Regions from separate parts of the Mus musculus genome. Here all the other regions are linked to region 1. Evidence: chromatin contacts called from public Hi-C and promoter capture Hi-C data. All regions are on one chromosome and are shown on one strand. Each heading gives the region's core, a stretch centred on a gene start, on an enhancer-like site or on the middle of the called end of the contact. The rest is flanking DNA. Distances are from core to core; before and after follow the strand shown. Region 1 holds the start of Plcl1 (phospholipase C-like 1). Region 2 overlaps 4930558J18Rik (RIKEN cDNA 4930558J18 gene). Region 3 overlaps Satb2 (special AT-rich sequence binding protein 2).

The links. Promoter capture Hi-C pulls out the DNA fragments that hold promoters and counts their contacts. Hi-C and Micro-C count contacts between places; a contact is called where the count stands out from the background.
Region 2: a contact with region 1 is called in a promoter capture Hi-C map of second pharyngeal arch cranial neural crest, with 6 times the contacts expected there. The contact joins the enhancer-like site here to the promoter of Plcl1 in region 1. A contact is called at or near these places in 6 of 39 promoter capture datasets (the 3T3-L1 cell line, 3T3-L1-derived adipocytes, cranial neural crest and 3 more), 1 of 484 Hi-C or Micro-C datasets (cerebellar granule neurons), 2 of 115 datasets of contacts at active chromatin or transcription factors (embryonic forebrain and neural tube) and 1 of 9 other capture datasets (liver).
Region 3: a contact with region 1 is called in a Hi-C map of cortical neurons, with 4 times the contacts expected there. The contact joins the enhancer-like site here to the promoter of Plcl1 in region 1. A contact is called at or near these places in 9 of 39 promoter capture datasets (the 3T3-L1 cell line, 3T3-L1-derived adipocytes, cranial neural crest and 5 more), 1 of 484 Hi-C or Micro-C datasets (cortical neurons) and 2 of 115 datasets of contacts at active chromatin or transcription factors (astrocytes and extraembryonic endoderm stem cells).

What each region holds. Positions count from the first base shown.
Region 1 is chr1:55,402,972-55,407,783 of GRCm38.p6, reverse strand. It overlaps Plcl1 (phospholipase C-like 1), which reads right to left and starts at 1,838. Exons shown (of 6, transcript NM_001114663.1): 1 at 1,154-1,838. The coding sequence starts at 1,396. It also overlaps the pseudogene Gm8531.
Region 2 is chr1:57,356,958-57,361,769 of GRCm38.p6, reverse strand. It overlaps 4930558J18Rik (RIKEN cDNA 4930558J18 gene), which reads left to right. Exons shown (of 4, transcript NR_037999.1): 4 at 1,107-2,548. Among named protein-coding and RNA genes, the nearest start is that of 4930558J18Rik, 18 kb to the left of the region's middle. Within about 2 kb of position 2,964, at least 4 of the 459 cell types and tissues checked have an H3K27ac peak or open chromatin away from gene starts, as enhancers often do. A contact at or near this core is called in second pharyngeal arch cranial neural crest, where this site is marked.
Region 3 is chr1:56,956,159-56,960,970 of GRCm38.p6, reverse strand. The region is part of intron 2 of Satb2 (special AT-rich sequence binding protein 2); the gene reads left to right. Among named protein-coding and RNA genes, the nearest start is that of Satb2, 13 kb to the left of the region's middle. Within about 2 kb of position 2,805, at least 6 of the 459 cell types and tissues checked have an H3K27ac peak or open chromatin away from gene starts, as enhancers often do. A contact at or near this core is called in cortical neurons, where this site is marked.

The DNA of each region.
Region 1 (4,812 bases), core at 589-3,088:
AGCACAGATAAACAAACAAACTACTACAGGATATTTTAAATTACCATCCACTTTTAACATAGAAGTCTCCCTGTACCTTTTTAATTTCCATGTGTCCATGCTGGAGAAAAATCATAGATAGTGCCTGGAGATAGGTGAATGTGGGCACAAACACTGGTGCTGCTAGCGTGGGAAAGAAGACACGCATTACATCGCGATTGCTTGGTTTAAACCTAAGCAAGCTTTCTGAATGTATGAGCCTATCCAGAAAGAATAATAGGTGGCTCCTAGACCTTTTGCTGTCGCCTGTGGTGTACTGTGTTTATCACAGATGGGTGGACATTCACACTGACTGCTTTACCAAGATCAGCTTTAATCTCACATGTACGTAGTATTCACATAGATCTATGCTAGGAAGCCCTATTCCAGGGCTCTTACCTGAAAAGATTACTCCAAAGTCATGCACCCAAAAGATGAACTTTCGAACATGGGAAACAAGTTCAAAGTGGAAGACAGAAATAAATAAATAGGGCGAAGAAAGGTTTACAATTCCTTGGCAGATGGATAAAGGCAAATCCTCTGGGGGTGCTAGGGGAGTCTGGGAACGTTTTCCCGGATGTGTGTTTTCTGCAGCGCAAAACCTCTAAGCTCTTCCTTCATCCTTTCTATGCTGCAGCGTCCGCTGCAAACTCTGCCTGCCTATCTGCAAAGTTCAGGCGTTTCAGGATTTCAGAACCATTTCTGTATGGGGGAGATTTCCCACACACAATTAAAAGTAAGCTGTGCTTTGCCTTTGCTGTTCGGGAAAGCTAGCTCTCCGCTGGAGAATGCACAGCCAGCCCGCAGGTCTCTGCATTTATCCCAAGTTCACCCTTCCTCCTCCCATCCACCGGTTAGTGAGAAAATGAGGGAAAGCATCCATCAAACCGCAGAAGCGCAGAGAACTTTTCCTCCGCTGTCAGAGAGGAAGTCACTTCTGCTTCTCAAGGCCAACAGCTGATTCTGGGAACCTCCGGACTAGGCAGGAAGGTTTGGCGATGAAGGAGGTGGGAGAAAACAATGCCCAGCCTGCGACGCCTAGGGCAATGAACATCCTGCCCAGGGGCTGGAGGGGGGATGTCCCCTACCCACCCGGCACCCATACCAGGCTCTGGGCCGCTGCTGCTCCGCTTACCTTGATGATGCTGCTACGCCGGGGGGTCGCTCGTGCAGCCTCCAGGAGGCCGGCCTCGCTATCCGCGGGGACCCCCGCAGCGCCCGGCAGCGCGACCCCACTGCGACGGTCCCTCATCCGGCCCCCCAAGGCCGGGGGTGGGGCGTCCCCTGAGGCAGCGTCGGCGCCGGCTCGGGGGTCGTCTTCGCCCCCGGCAACGTCGAGAGGCGCCGGAGCCTCCCTGCTAGCCGCGCCCTCAGCCATAGCCAAGCACGTTTTAGGCTCCCGGCGAGACAGCACGACCGCCAGCGGCGTCCAGCCCCGGGCACGGGTGCGCTCAGGCACCAGAAGGAAACCCCGCTAGACTTTGTTTTAGCGCGCCACGGCCGCTGCAGTGGCAGCCACAACTTTGTAGAAAGGAGACATCGCTCCGGCAGAGGCGTCCTCGGGCTGTGGTCCAGGAGGTCAGCGGGCCGGCGCGGACGGGCGGCGGGGGCGGGGAGAAGATGTGAGCGGGAGGGAGAAGCAGGCGAAAAGCAGCGGGAGGTACTGGAGACGCGAGGCGAGCGCCGGCTCTGTGCAGACAAAAGGCAGTGGGCGCCGGAGCCAGGAGCCTCGGAGCCGGGACGTGCGCGGCCGGAGCGGCGACTGCGGATCGGCCACCAGCCACCTGCCCGCCGACCGCAGCACGGCGGCCCCAGGAAGTGCGGCGGCGGGGCGGCCTCCACTCCGCTCGCCTGTGACAGGGAGGGAAGACTTGTTTTGACAGCCCGTGGGGATTGGCAGGCTCCCCGGCCTCTCAGGAGCCGAGGCTCACCGAGGGGGTTCGGGCCGACCAATCCTCACCGCGGAGGGGTGTGCCCGAGCGCGAAGAATGGAATGTGTTCTGTTGCTCGGAGCCTGCCCAGCCCAGCTGGCCCCGGTACTAGGCGAGGATGCGCGCGCCAGTGTGCGCACCCACAGGCACTCAGAGTACATTTTAGGAAGTTTAGAAAGGAGACGAAAGCGGCCTGAAGGTTCAAGAAATGGGACGCGGGTGGGGTGGTTTGCGGGCGGCAGTGAGATGACGGAGGAAACACTGCAAAACAGCAAATCTGGAATAAAGAAGATGTTGAGCGAGAAGGTTAGAGTGTTTGGAGGGGTGTAGTAGTGACACTTGGCACAGCCAAGGGTCAATCACTGGCTCTCCTGCCAATCCTTAGAAGTGAAGTCCACGCACTAGGACCCTGGAGTTCCACAGTTTGTCTCGGGTTCTATGAGCGGATTCTACATTCACTCAGTAATCTGAGTCAATACAACAAGGAGTTGGGTTTAAGGGGTAGGTAGGGTAAGAGGAAGCAGAGCAACGAAAACCCTGGGAACGCCGCCGAATGAAACACAGAGATGATGGAAGCCACATAGCGACAAGGTCATTGGCAGGTTTAGTCTCTACCCTAAACCGTTCTCGACGAGGGTCCAGCCTCCTTTCTACATATAATTCTAAATCATTACATTTTGCTCCTTCCACCAAGCTAGTAACCAAGAGGAGAGCAGGGATTCGGTAGCATTAATCACACCATGAGCAAATGTAGACAATGGCTCTAAGGTCCCTGGAGAGTTGGACGACGTACTGAATCTCACTTAGATCATTAAATGCATTTAAATTACTAATTATTTCATAATTCAAGATTTTACTTCTTCCTTACGTGGCCAATAGCACCAAGAAATTTTTCAGCCCTTCAGGGCCAGAAATTTATTAAAATTCTAGCATTTTAAGGATGAGCTGGGGTGTTAGGAGTCATCTAGGGCAGCTCTTTTATTTAACAGAGGAAATGAAAGCCCAAGGACCTTGTCTACTGACTGGTTAGTACAGACACTAAAATCAGATCTGCTACCCAGTTCCTTCCAAGCTCTCTTCACTTTTTTTATCTGGCTCCCCTGGGGCTACAACCAGTCAAAATTGGATGGGGCTCTTGGGAGAATTCACATTTGACATTTACCATCTCCTAGGGAAGACTGGAAAGACTTGACTTTACCTTTTCTTTAAATATACGTGCAACCCAGAAATGAGTGTCCTCTAGATGAGAGGCCAGCTCTGGTTTTAGAAGCAACACTGCCCTCTAGTGAGATGTTGAGAACTACAACCGAAATAGCAAGCGCTTCTTCTCATAACTGTTACATAGAAAATATATTTTGTCCTCAGAAGTATAGCCAATTTTAGGCTACTGTTTTTCTGATGCTCTCTCATTATTACACCTAACTTTGTCTTTTACAGATGTCAGGGTGTCTGCTTTCTGATACTTTTGTCAACTTGCCACTTGTGAGCTGTCCTTTGAAGACTGTAAAGCTGCAGATATCTCCCTCGTCATTTTCCTATATGAGTCTTATATACCAGTGTTTCCTATCCTACAGGCTTGTGTGCCTTTATATCCATATATATTTTTTCCATACACATTTACATCCATATACCCATATATGATTATATATTTATATCCATATATATTTACATCCATAGAGCATATGGTTTGCAAAATGTTTTGTTTCCACTCACGACCGACCAGTTGCACTCCATCTTCCCTTCCTTTGCACTCGTCCCTTGTGACCTTCTGCGAGCACAAATGCACAGAAACTGCTGAAGACTCTGAGCTCTTCAGGGAGGTTGTCTAACTCACTCGGCCTTGAGAATATTGGAGTACATCTAAAGGGTCTTTCATTTCTGCTGTCTCCTGCCATAAGCTCAGAAGGCTTCTCCTGCCTGCCATTTTAAATTTAAAAATGCCCCCATGTGCCTGCTTATCTCACAGAGGCAAGAAATCAGAGCAAGAAGAGACCAAGGTCACAGTTTCCTGCAAGGGCATTCTCCTGATGCAAGAAAAACTCCCACTAAGTCCCAACTCTTACGGTTCTACCACCTCCCAAGAGAGCAAAGTTGCATGGGGTTTGGGGGACAGTCAAGATCCAAACTCTAGGAGCAATGGGGCTGGGGCTGGGCCTGCTGCAAGACATTGTCATAACCAGCATGAATGACATTGGGAGTGGAGGAACCATTTTTTAGTCTCCAGGACAATGGTGCCTGGATGGAACTTACTTATTATGAGAAACGCATGTAGCAGGAAGAACACGGGCTCTGAAATTACCATCTAGCACATATCTCTGATTCTCTTGCTTTTTAGCTGGTTGTAGCTTTCAGCAAGCGACTTCAAGCCTAATTTAAATTATGTTTTATTTATTATTTTGTGGAGAGTGGGGGGGGGGGTGTGCGCACATGCGCACCGTAGGTGTGTGCAGAGGTTATAAGATAACTTGGAGCAATTAGTTCTCTCTTCCAACCATGTGGATTACAGGAATTGAAATCAAATTGTCAGGTTTGATAAGTGCTTTCATCCAGTGAGTCACATAGAGACCTTGCAGGCCTCTACTTGAAACTTTTGATTCTTAGTTTCCTTATATGTAAAATGGAGTAGAATTCTTTACAAGGAATTATCTGGCACATAGAAAGTAGTTATCAAAATTACTCTCTCACTGTGATGTCTCAGCAATAGAGGGAGTCTTGATTTTTCTCACTGGCTATTTCTTAGGTCCAGAGTTCAGTTCTGAAGTGACTTCCCGCGATGAGCAGCGCCAAGCTGGCCTATTTGACTTTCAGCTACGTATTTTCAGCTACGCATTTTCAGGTTTATTAGACCTGGCTCGGTTTCTGC
Region 2 (4,812 bases), core at 1,715-4,214, 2.0 Mb before region 1:
GGGGCCAAGCCATCAGTTCAACATCTTTTAGGATGAATCTCAAAAAAGCTGTACATTCTGTAATATATGAATCTTACAACCAAAATTTCAATACCATTAAGATATTTGTATAGATTGTGCAAAATGCACAGATCAATTAAGGCTGAAATTTTGGTCCTTGTTAGAGCAGGTGGAAGACAACTGTCTTTTTTATGCGTTAATCTTATTAATAACCAGTTATAAGAAGTTCATTCATGCCATGTGAAAGATGGCACCATGAATCTTTACCTGTCCTGTTTGATTTTCTTGAACTTTTATGGTTTTTCAGGGGTTCTCCCCCTGTCATATCTGATCCATATCACTCTGGAAGAGGTCCAGAGCCTACTCTCCTTTCCTGTCAACACAAATGCAGAGCCTTTCTCCCAAAATAGCAAATCCTTGGCCCAGTAACCAGAAATCATTAAACGTTTAGCTTGACCTCTCTCCCAGAGGAATTTTAATATGACCACCAAACTCAAAATCACACTCATTTTGATAATTGAAACAATTCAAAGCAAATAAGACAATCTAAAGAAATATTATCTGTGAAGACAGTGCTTCTACTGTCCCCTGCCCCAACCTTCATGAGATTAAGGCCTAAAGTATTTAATATCTCTGTCTACTTACCATATGAGCCTATTTCCAGGCTTTCTATTTATATAATCCTCAGGGCCTAAATTTCTACTGTCTGAGGTAGGCTAGGCACCCTAGTCCCTACCTTCTATCTAATTTTTTAAGATCAAATGCCTCAGTATTTTAATCTCTGTCTGCTTTCTGTCTAAACCCATTCTTAGTCTTCTAATATGTAATGCCTCTGCTCCCCTCCTCCCCTCCTCCCCCTTTTCTTCCAGTGAATAAGACACAAGTTTTTGTGTTTTCTAGGCAAGTTACCTACATCCCTAGCCTACAAACTTGCAAAAAAAATATTGAAGACTTTTTACATGCATTGGTACACCAACAAATGGGGAAGAGTCAAGAAGAAGGGCTATTTTACTGCTCACCTTGATTAGTATTGATATTTCTCCACAAGATTCTAAAGAGTGGATCTATTTAGTTTACTTTATAACTACTTTTACATTTTCTTGCAGATAATACACTTCTTGTTTCATCTCCCAAAGCTGATGTATCCACACCACTCTCCAGTGCACTGTTTGGCATCCCTCTGCCTCTGCATGAGTTACAGATGGGAAAACAGAAATTAGAGTTACCTGCAAAACTAACAAGACAGTGAATGGAAATGGCCTGAATATGAATCTTCATTCTTCGTTTTACCAGCAAAATGGCCAGGGACTAAATAACCTTTCTGAGCCTCAGTTTCCCCATAATGAAAGTCATCATAGTATCTGTTTTGTGTCTAACAAAACCCATAATTTAAAGCAGTAATGTTTAACATGTACTCTTAAGCAAAAGTAATTCTTTGCTGTCATGAACATCTTAACATTTTCTAGGATCCAGTGTTTTAAAAATGTGTTTTTCTTTGTTTAGGGAATTCTAACTATACATAGCACGATGGATAATTTTCAACTTGATAGAACCTAGCATGGTGGGGATGGGAGGAGGCTTCTGGGCGAGAATTGTGTTGACTTTATTGAGGTGGGAAGCCCTTCTTACTGTGGGTAGTTCCTTCCCTGGCATGGCTTCTGGATTGTGTAAGTGGAGAAAGTGAGCTGGGCACAGGCAAACTTGGCTCCATCTTCCCTGACTGTGGAGCAGTTGCTTCAGTCAAGCTTCTGCTGACTTGCCTTCCCACCTTAGTGGACTGCACTTGGAGCTGAGAGCAAAACTAAATGCTTTCATCTGTGAGGCGCTTTTGTCCGTGTGTATTATCATAGTGGCGAGAAGAAAAAGACACAGTACGAGCTGCTTCCTCAAGGAGAGTCCTAAAACTGTTTCCAGATCTTTGGCGTTGGCTTTACCTGCAGGCAGTGATTTGAATGTTATTAGCTTAAGGGAGGGAGACTGCTAAACTCCAGTTTGTGTTAAAGGCCCCTGATAGGGTGGATTCCTAATGCAGCAGTGGCTGGCCGGACAAGGGGAGTAACCTCCACCGTGTTTAGTACTGGCAGATGAGTCATGAGAGCTGTCTTAGGGTTCCATTGCTGGGGAGAGACACCATGACCAAGGCAGTGCCTATAAAGGCAAACATTTGATTGGGGCTGGCTTACAGTTTCAGAGGGTGAGCCTATTATCATTATATTGATAAGCAGGGCAGCATGCAGGCATACATGGTGCTGGAAGAGCCAAGAGTTCTACATTTTGATCTGAAGGCAGCCAGGAGGAGGCTCTGATTGACACACTTCCTACTCCAACAAGGCCATACCTCCTAACAGTGCCACTCCCTATGGCCAAACATTCAAACACAGGAATCTATGGGGCCATATCTCTTCAACCACCACAGACACTCTCACTGGCTAGGTCTAGGAGACCTTTAAGCACTAAAGTGACCAAGCTTGTTGCCTCACTGTTCTCTAACTTCCCAGTGATTCTCTGGGTTTCCCTGTCTTTGAATAAACTTCTTTTCTGTGAATGCAGTCAAAATAGATTCTGTTATGTGTAACAGGCTAAGAAATTACCATTTGAAACAAAAGTATATAGTACAAGAAAACAAAACCCCAGTGGAAGTTATATGTAATATTAAAATGGTTTCCCTAGTTTCTTTTTCTCTAGTACCAGAAGTGGGAGATTTAAACTTTAATGTTCCCCATGAATCCAGAGTCTAAAAATAAAAACTAAAAACATAAAAATCAATCCCTGGATATTGATTCTGCACAAAAGTCCCCAGTGAGTTTATCAATTCAAGTCAAAGCCAAAATAAAAATAAATTAGGCATTATGTTGTGTATTAAATTTCTGGCACTCAGCTCAGCTCCTCAACCTCTCAGAGCCAGCAACAGTGAGGCGGCTCTCACCACAGTGGGGAAAGAACAAAGCAAGAATAAAATTGCCGCTGCGAAATGAAGCACATCACCACATTTCCATCTACTGCATTATAATTCACGAGTCTCCCCGGAGCCAGAAAAACACAGGGCAAGCTTTAAAAGTGGATCCAGATGTCAGCTATCAGCACTGCAGTACTTTAATTATCAGAAAACAAAGGACCAACTCCTTAGGTATGTTCCAGGCAGGTGTTCACTCCCAGAAAACAGAATAGCTGAAGAGACAGCCACAGCATTAAACCTACTTCAGCCTGAATAATAGCCTACTCAGAGGGGCCCAGAAAATCCACAACTATTAAGAGTTTTACAAATACTATTCTATGCTGCAGAATGAGTAGTTAATATTAATTACCCCATTTTGCAGATGGGAAAACTGCGTGCCTTGTGTCATAGTTTCTAACCCAGTGTGGTCAGTTCTTTGACAAATTCACTGTTCCATGAATTCATTTTATAAGATTCTTTAAGCTGTATATATATATAGAATAGATTGTTTTTAAACAACTATAAATTTTAACATAGTCTATTTTCATTGGGAAAATTAAAAAATAAGAAAAATTTTATATTTGCCAAATCTTAACTTTAAAAATTATTTTATTAATTATTTATTTATTTGTGGTTTTTTGAGACAGGGGTTCACTGTATAATATGTGGCTGTCCTACAACTAGCACTGTAGACCAGGCTGGCATTGAACTCACAGAGATCTGCCTGTCTCTGCCTCCCAAGTGCTAAAACTAAAGGTGTATACCACCACTGCCTAGCCCAAATCCTAATTTTTATATTAACATATTTTAATAGGGCCTATTATTAGGCTTTATAAGATCTGTGGGCCTCAGAAACTAGGCTAAACTGACTACAGTTTTCAAAACCACTTACTTACTGGTTAGCACATTCTCAAGGGTCCATTAAACATGCAAGCCATTTGGATTTCACATTTGTAGCTGGAAGATTAACATTTACGATTGCCTTCAAGTCACAGCCCGAGTAGGTATCCTTTGCCCAATGTGCTAAATGGGACCAAACAAGTAAAATAGCCAGAATTTATGTTGACATTTGTACAGTCTTGCTAAATTCCAAAATGTTAGAAAGCATGTTTTTTTCTTAGTTTCCCTTTTGTTTAGGCTTCAGTATGTGTTTCCATGACCCGTGGCAGGCGGTGGTGAAGCCTGGAGATGCTTTTCCATCTCATGTTGGTGGAGATGTAGCCAAACTCATAAAGTATCTACAAGGAGCAGCAAAGTTGGGGCTGTGGTGTTGCAGAGAGAACTGAAAGCCGGATTTACTTGACAGCAAACAGGGAAACAGAGAGGTGAAGAAGCTGTAAAAGTAAGCAAGAGACCCGGAAGTGAAAATGTTGTGAGTACATGAGAGGGAATTAGGGAACCCTCTTCCTTTTAGAGTAGAAGAAAGTAACTAGCAAGACAGGAAGAAAATGGGGCGACACCTTTGAGGTGAAAAATATATAGGTGCATATTGCTTGATGGATTATACTATCCAATAACAGAATTTTCTGGTATGAAGCATTCTGGACAGCTGCATTGTGCACAGGACTAACTTTTGGCCGAAAGGGATGCTTATGAGATGAGACTGCTGGTGGTGGCAGGGAAATAGTCTAAAGTGGCAGTCAGATGGGGCTTCCATACAAATAAGATTAGTTGTTACTCTGCAAATGGAATGGACAATGTAGACTAGGGAGCGGCAGGAGGCCATTGGAGGTGGAGTGGGAAAGCTTGGCATGGCTGGACAATGCCCGGCAAATTGACATGCCCAGGAAATGAGGTCAGGTGAGGATATGCTAATGATAACACTGGCTTTTGCAGATCTAAGGAAGAGAGCCAATGCTGATGAAGTCCCGCAGCAG
Region 3 (4,812 bases), core at 1,556-4,055, 1.6 Mb before region 1:
CTTTTGCCTTAGGGTCTGACATGTTCTTGAGTTATACCTGAGGTGTGACCCCCTCAGCCTCTTTCTAACCTGTGGGGATATATATATCTACAGAATTGGCAGCTTGTCAGTAGTGCGTAAGAGCTAAGTGAGGTACCAGCCAGCAAGTCTTTACAAAGTCCTCAGGAGGCTAAACTGGAAAGAGAAGGTTGAGGCCCACCCATACCTGTCTTCTCCCCTGCACATACGAGAACCTGAACTTCCTCGTTTTCATGTTATCACCTTGTCACTTTGGTAGAAGTAGAGAGTTAAGACTGTCACTTGAATACAGAGCATCTGACTTTCATTCTGAGTTCTGTAAACTATTGCATATATCCATTTGTCTTTTTTTTTTTTTTTTAAATTTGAGGTGGGTTCTCAGTGTGTAGCCCTGGCTAGCCTCAAACATCCCCCTGTCTCTGGGATTAAAGGAGCACACACCAAGTCCCACATTTCCATAATTGTTAACCTTGTTGGGCTGGGCTAACAGCAGCCATTCCGCAGTCCACACTTCTCTGTGGGACAGCAGCAGACAGCAGCCAAGATCACTGGCTAAGTTTTCATGCTGAGTTGCTCTTCTTACTGGAAAACTTCACAGTTCCTGAACACCTGGCCATGACAGTGGAGTCAGGCCCCAGCGGCCTCTCGCAGAGAAGCACTGAGGCTCAAGCACCGGATGTCCCTAGCACTTACAGCCCAAATTTGCACTCAGTTGAGACCCTCAGAAGGGACCTTTTAAAAAAAATCAGTTGTTAAAACATTTTCTTGGTGCCATTACTTGAAAAGATCTTTCTGTGAGCTGCAACATAAAGGATGGAATGGGTGTTATATCCTGTGGTGGAGGGCCCAGAGACCCTGGTCAGCCCAGAGATCATTCTTTCAGAAGGGAATTCCTATTGAATAATCCAAAAGAGCTTAACATGTGTATGCCATAAAGAGCGTTTAGTTAATAACACCTTCATTAAATAGCACCTCAATTAAACCTTTGTCAGCAAAGGTTCTTTTACCTTCATATTCACATAACCTAACAGGGCTGAGCTTTAAGGATCTATTAGTGGTTCTGTTTTTTCTGGGCTTTACAGTTTGAGCCTAAACATTAATTCTGGGTGGAACTTGGCATCTTGTCTCTTTGCCTCAGAGGGAATTTTTGTTGTACAGTAAAAAGTGGTATTTCTTTCACGCAACCACCTTCTCTGAGTTTCCCCCCTTTTCTCCTGAGCAAAAAGCAATTAAGTAGTCAAGGTTTTAAGAGTGTATCTTTAATTTTAAAAACAGAATGATTATTTTAGGTGAATTAAGCAATTTTTCCATTAGTTCACATTGTAAAAAAGAATAGAAAAGGGACGCGGAGTCAATAACGCAAAGAAAGTATTTTCCTTCTCTTCTTCTCAACACGAAACCCATGAATTAGTGGCTACTGTTTTAGATGCTGAGAGTTAAGACATTTTGTTTTATTTGTGTTACCTGCTATTTTAACACTGACTGAAAGAAAGGAAAATCGATTCTCTGTCTGAAACAACTGGGCTTCCCAACCTTATCTTGGAAAACATACTTCCACTCAGTTGTTCTGCGATGGTCTTTTCTGTCGCTTGTTGATACTGTGTTAGGATTGGGTTGTTACAGGCATCTGATCACATAGAAATGGAAAGGGAAGGATGTAGGTTATCTTGGTAGGAAAACTAGCAAGTTCCCAGAGTGTCAGTGGCTGTGTGGTCCATGGCAGAGCAGTCCCTCTGGAGACAGAGGTGGGCTGAGTCGGCTGTGTTGGACAGCTGGCCTCCTCAGGTCAAAAGGCATCTTCAGACAAGGTTCTGTCTTTTGGATCTGGCGGTATTGGTATCAGGAGCCCTTTGTTGAGGGAGCCTGAGGAGAACAGGTTGTCCTCGAGATGGGAGTTATTCCATGTTGAAGACCAGGTGAAGTCACTTTTCAAAAGTAAATAAGGTGATTCTGATTTTTTTCCTGCCCCTCTCAAATGAATGTCTAGGTAATTTTCAGCACAACTAACTCCGTTTATGAGCTCATTCATCCAGCAAGTTTGTGCCTTAAGCACATTTTTATGGTTAACTTATACCTCCCACCCCAAATGGGAGCTTACTATTGAAAGTCTGCCAGTGATCATTAGTTCCCAAGAGATTTGGGAGAGAAGAAGAATGACGGGGTCTCACCTAGAGTGAGACCGTTTGTGTTGACATTTTGCCACCATGGGAAGCCAGAGTCAACCTGAATGTTCAGGGTGACTGTGAACTGTCTGATAGAGATGTATGGGATTCCAATTAGAACAGGGTCAGGATACCAATGCCCCTCTCTTCATGCTGTTCCCGTGCTTAGTGGAAAACAAGCTGCAAAGTAAATCCCTTGGCCCTCCAATAAAAAGATTTATAGCAAAATAATTCTCAGCCCCATAATGGGCCCGTTGTAGGTTTGTGTTTGATATTTGTAAGACTGAAATACAGTCCATGTTCCCAAACTAAGCATTTATTGTAAACAAGTTAACTGCCAAGAGCTTCTATTCTGTCAAACATAATTATATTGAAGATTGATGTATAGCTTGAAAGCAAGGTTGAGAGAGACAATTCCTTTCCATGAAGGGAGGCCTCTGAGACTATGCTCTCTGGTTCTCTGATAGCACCACTTAGGAAAGCCCCCTTCCTCACAGGCAGCCTTATGTAGAATAAACACAGGCTTGGGCTTGAAAATAGACCTGTCTGTCTGTCCTTCTCTTAACCAGAGAGAGGAGCTAGCACTCACAGGAGCTGGTATGAGCAATTCTCGCTCATCATCCAGGTTTGGCAGCCGCGCGGTCCAGAGACAGACTGCGTGCTCTTCCCCAGGCTCTGCTTCAGTGTGCCCACAAGCCTGCACCGATGCTTATAAGCCAACCCCACAGGAAATCCTTCTTTCCTTAATCCTGGCCTTGCCTGTTGGCTATTTTGTGTTATTCTTGTGAGATTAGAATTCTTTGGAAACCATAGCCTCAAGGTGTGGCTTGCTAAAATACTTCAGCGTGAGGTTTAGGGTTGACTTCAGAAAAGAAAGAATTTATAAATCTAGTAGTCTAGGGGAAGTGAAATCTTTTTGAGGTGTACATATCTGGAATTATCCCCAGTTTAACATTCTTTGCTTGGAGGGAAATAGAATTTCATTATTTTGTTTAGGGCAAGGACATCTTACTTTTTAATCCAGGAAACATATCATCTTAGACTTTAGATATATTTCGGTTAAAACAAAAGAAATCACATTCCTCTTTTGATTGAGTGGCAGCCTTTGATTGACCATAGTAAGGGTGAAAATAGTATTTTCTAGCTGGATGTGGTAGCTTATGCTGTAATCCTAGAACTTGGAAGGCAGAGGCAGGAAGATTACTTAAGGTTTTTCTTTTTCAGGGAGGAGCACTGGGGGACTAGCCTGGTCTACCTAGTAAATACCAGGGCATCCAGGGTTAGAGGGTGAGAAACATATCTCAGAAAAACAAAGCAACAAGATTTTCAGTGGGTTTCATAGGTGGTGACTTTCACACAGTTGCCTAGTTTTAAAAATAATCAAATTTAATGTTTCCTTTTAGAAATATGTAGAGTATAAAGAGAATGTCTTAGAATCACAGAGAGAAATAATAGTATTCTATTTTTATTAAGTAATTGCTATAAATTACACTGGTGTGTATATAGTTAAAAGATTGTGTCAGGGAAGTATTTTATCAGACCCTGTTTCCCTGGTCTGTGTTTATTAACTTCGTCTCAGTCACAGTAATAATGACCTCCATATTGTAAGCCAGAGATCTCATTGTCCCTGGAGGGAGCTATCAGATGCCCACTATGATGCTGAGTTTTTGTAGTCTCTGGTCTCCCTCTTTCCCCCCTTTCCACCCTCCCCATGTCAGAGCTCTCTGGGACTTGCTCCCTTTCCCTGTCCACAGGCATTTGATGGATATGAGAGTGAGGGTTTGGGAACAGGGATGCTGGTTGCCTATCCACTGAGATGCAGCTGTGTGGAATCTGCACCCGTTCATTCAGTGATCACTTCTTTACATTTCTGTTAGATATCCATAAATGTTTTACTGTTTAAACCCTAAACATAGTATTTTCTTTTATGAGGGAGAAACCTTTTTTTTTTTTTAATATAAAAACTTTACTTTTCGGTTTTCATTCGATAAAAATCTTTCCACTCTCACATGATTTCCTTTGAGGCTTTGCACCAGTGTTTGATCTCAATTTTTAATAATTTTTTTTGAGTTAAACTCCCCAAAGGAAACATGCTTGTGCTATGAAATATTCCCACTAGAAATACAGGTAGTCCTACCTTATTGAGCACTTGATTCCTGTATTAATTCCTAGCTTGAAAAACCTCAACACAGTTAACCTTGCTCTAACACTACACTGGAGGAATTAATCAAAAAATATTTTTTTAAAAAAATTGTTTGAATTAGATAAAGTAATATTTAGGCAGAGCTCAAAACCTGAGATAATGAAGCAAATAGTATAGGGACAGTTTTTATGACCCCCTTCTTTTGAGGGGTGGGACTCTAGTGAACAGTTGCTGTAGACAGAGTATTGAGAAGGGGCTGAGACAAATGTGTATGCATCCTTGTAAACATGAACACGGCTTAAAATCTACCCTGTCAGAAACTTGCAGAATCAAATTGCTCTTTGTCAGGAGACAAGAATCCGGATACTATTGAAATTTGCTATAATCACTTTTAATACATCATTGACTCTTTTGATGGGCATACTTCAACAACTGTTTAATTTTAAACTTTTAATTGTTCAGTTTTGAAATAATTATCTTCCAGCAATA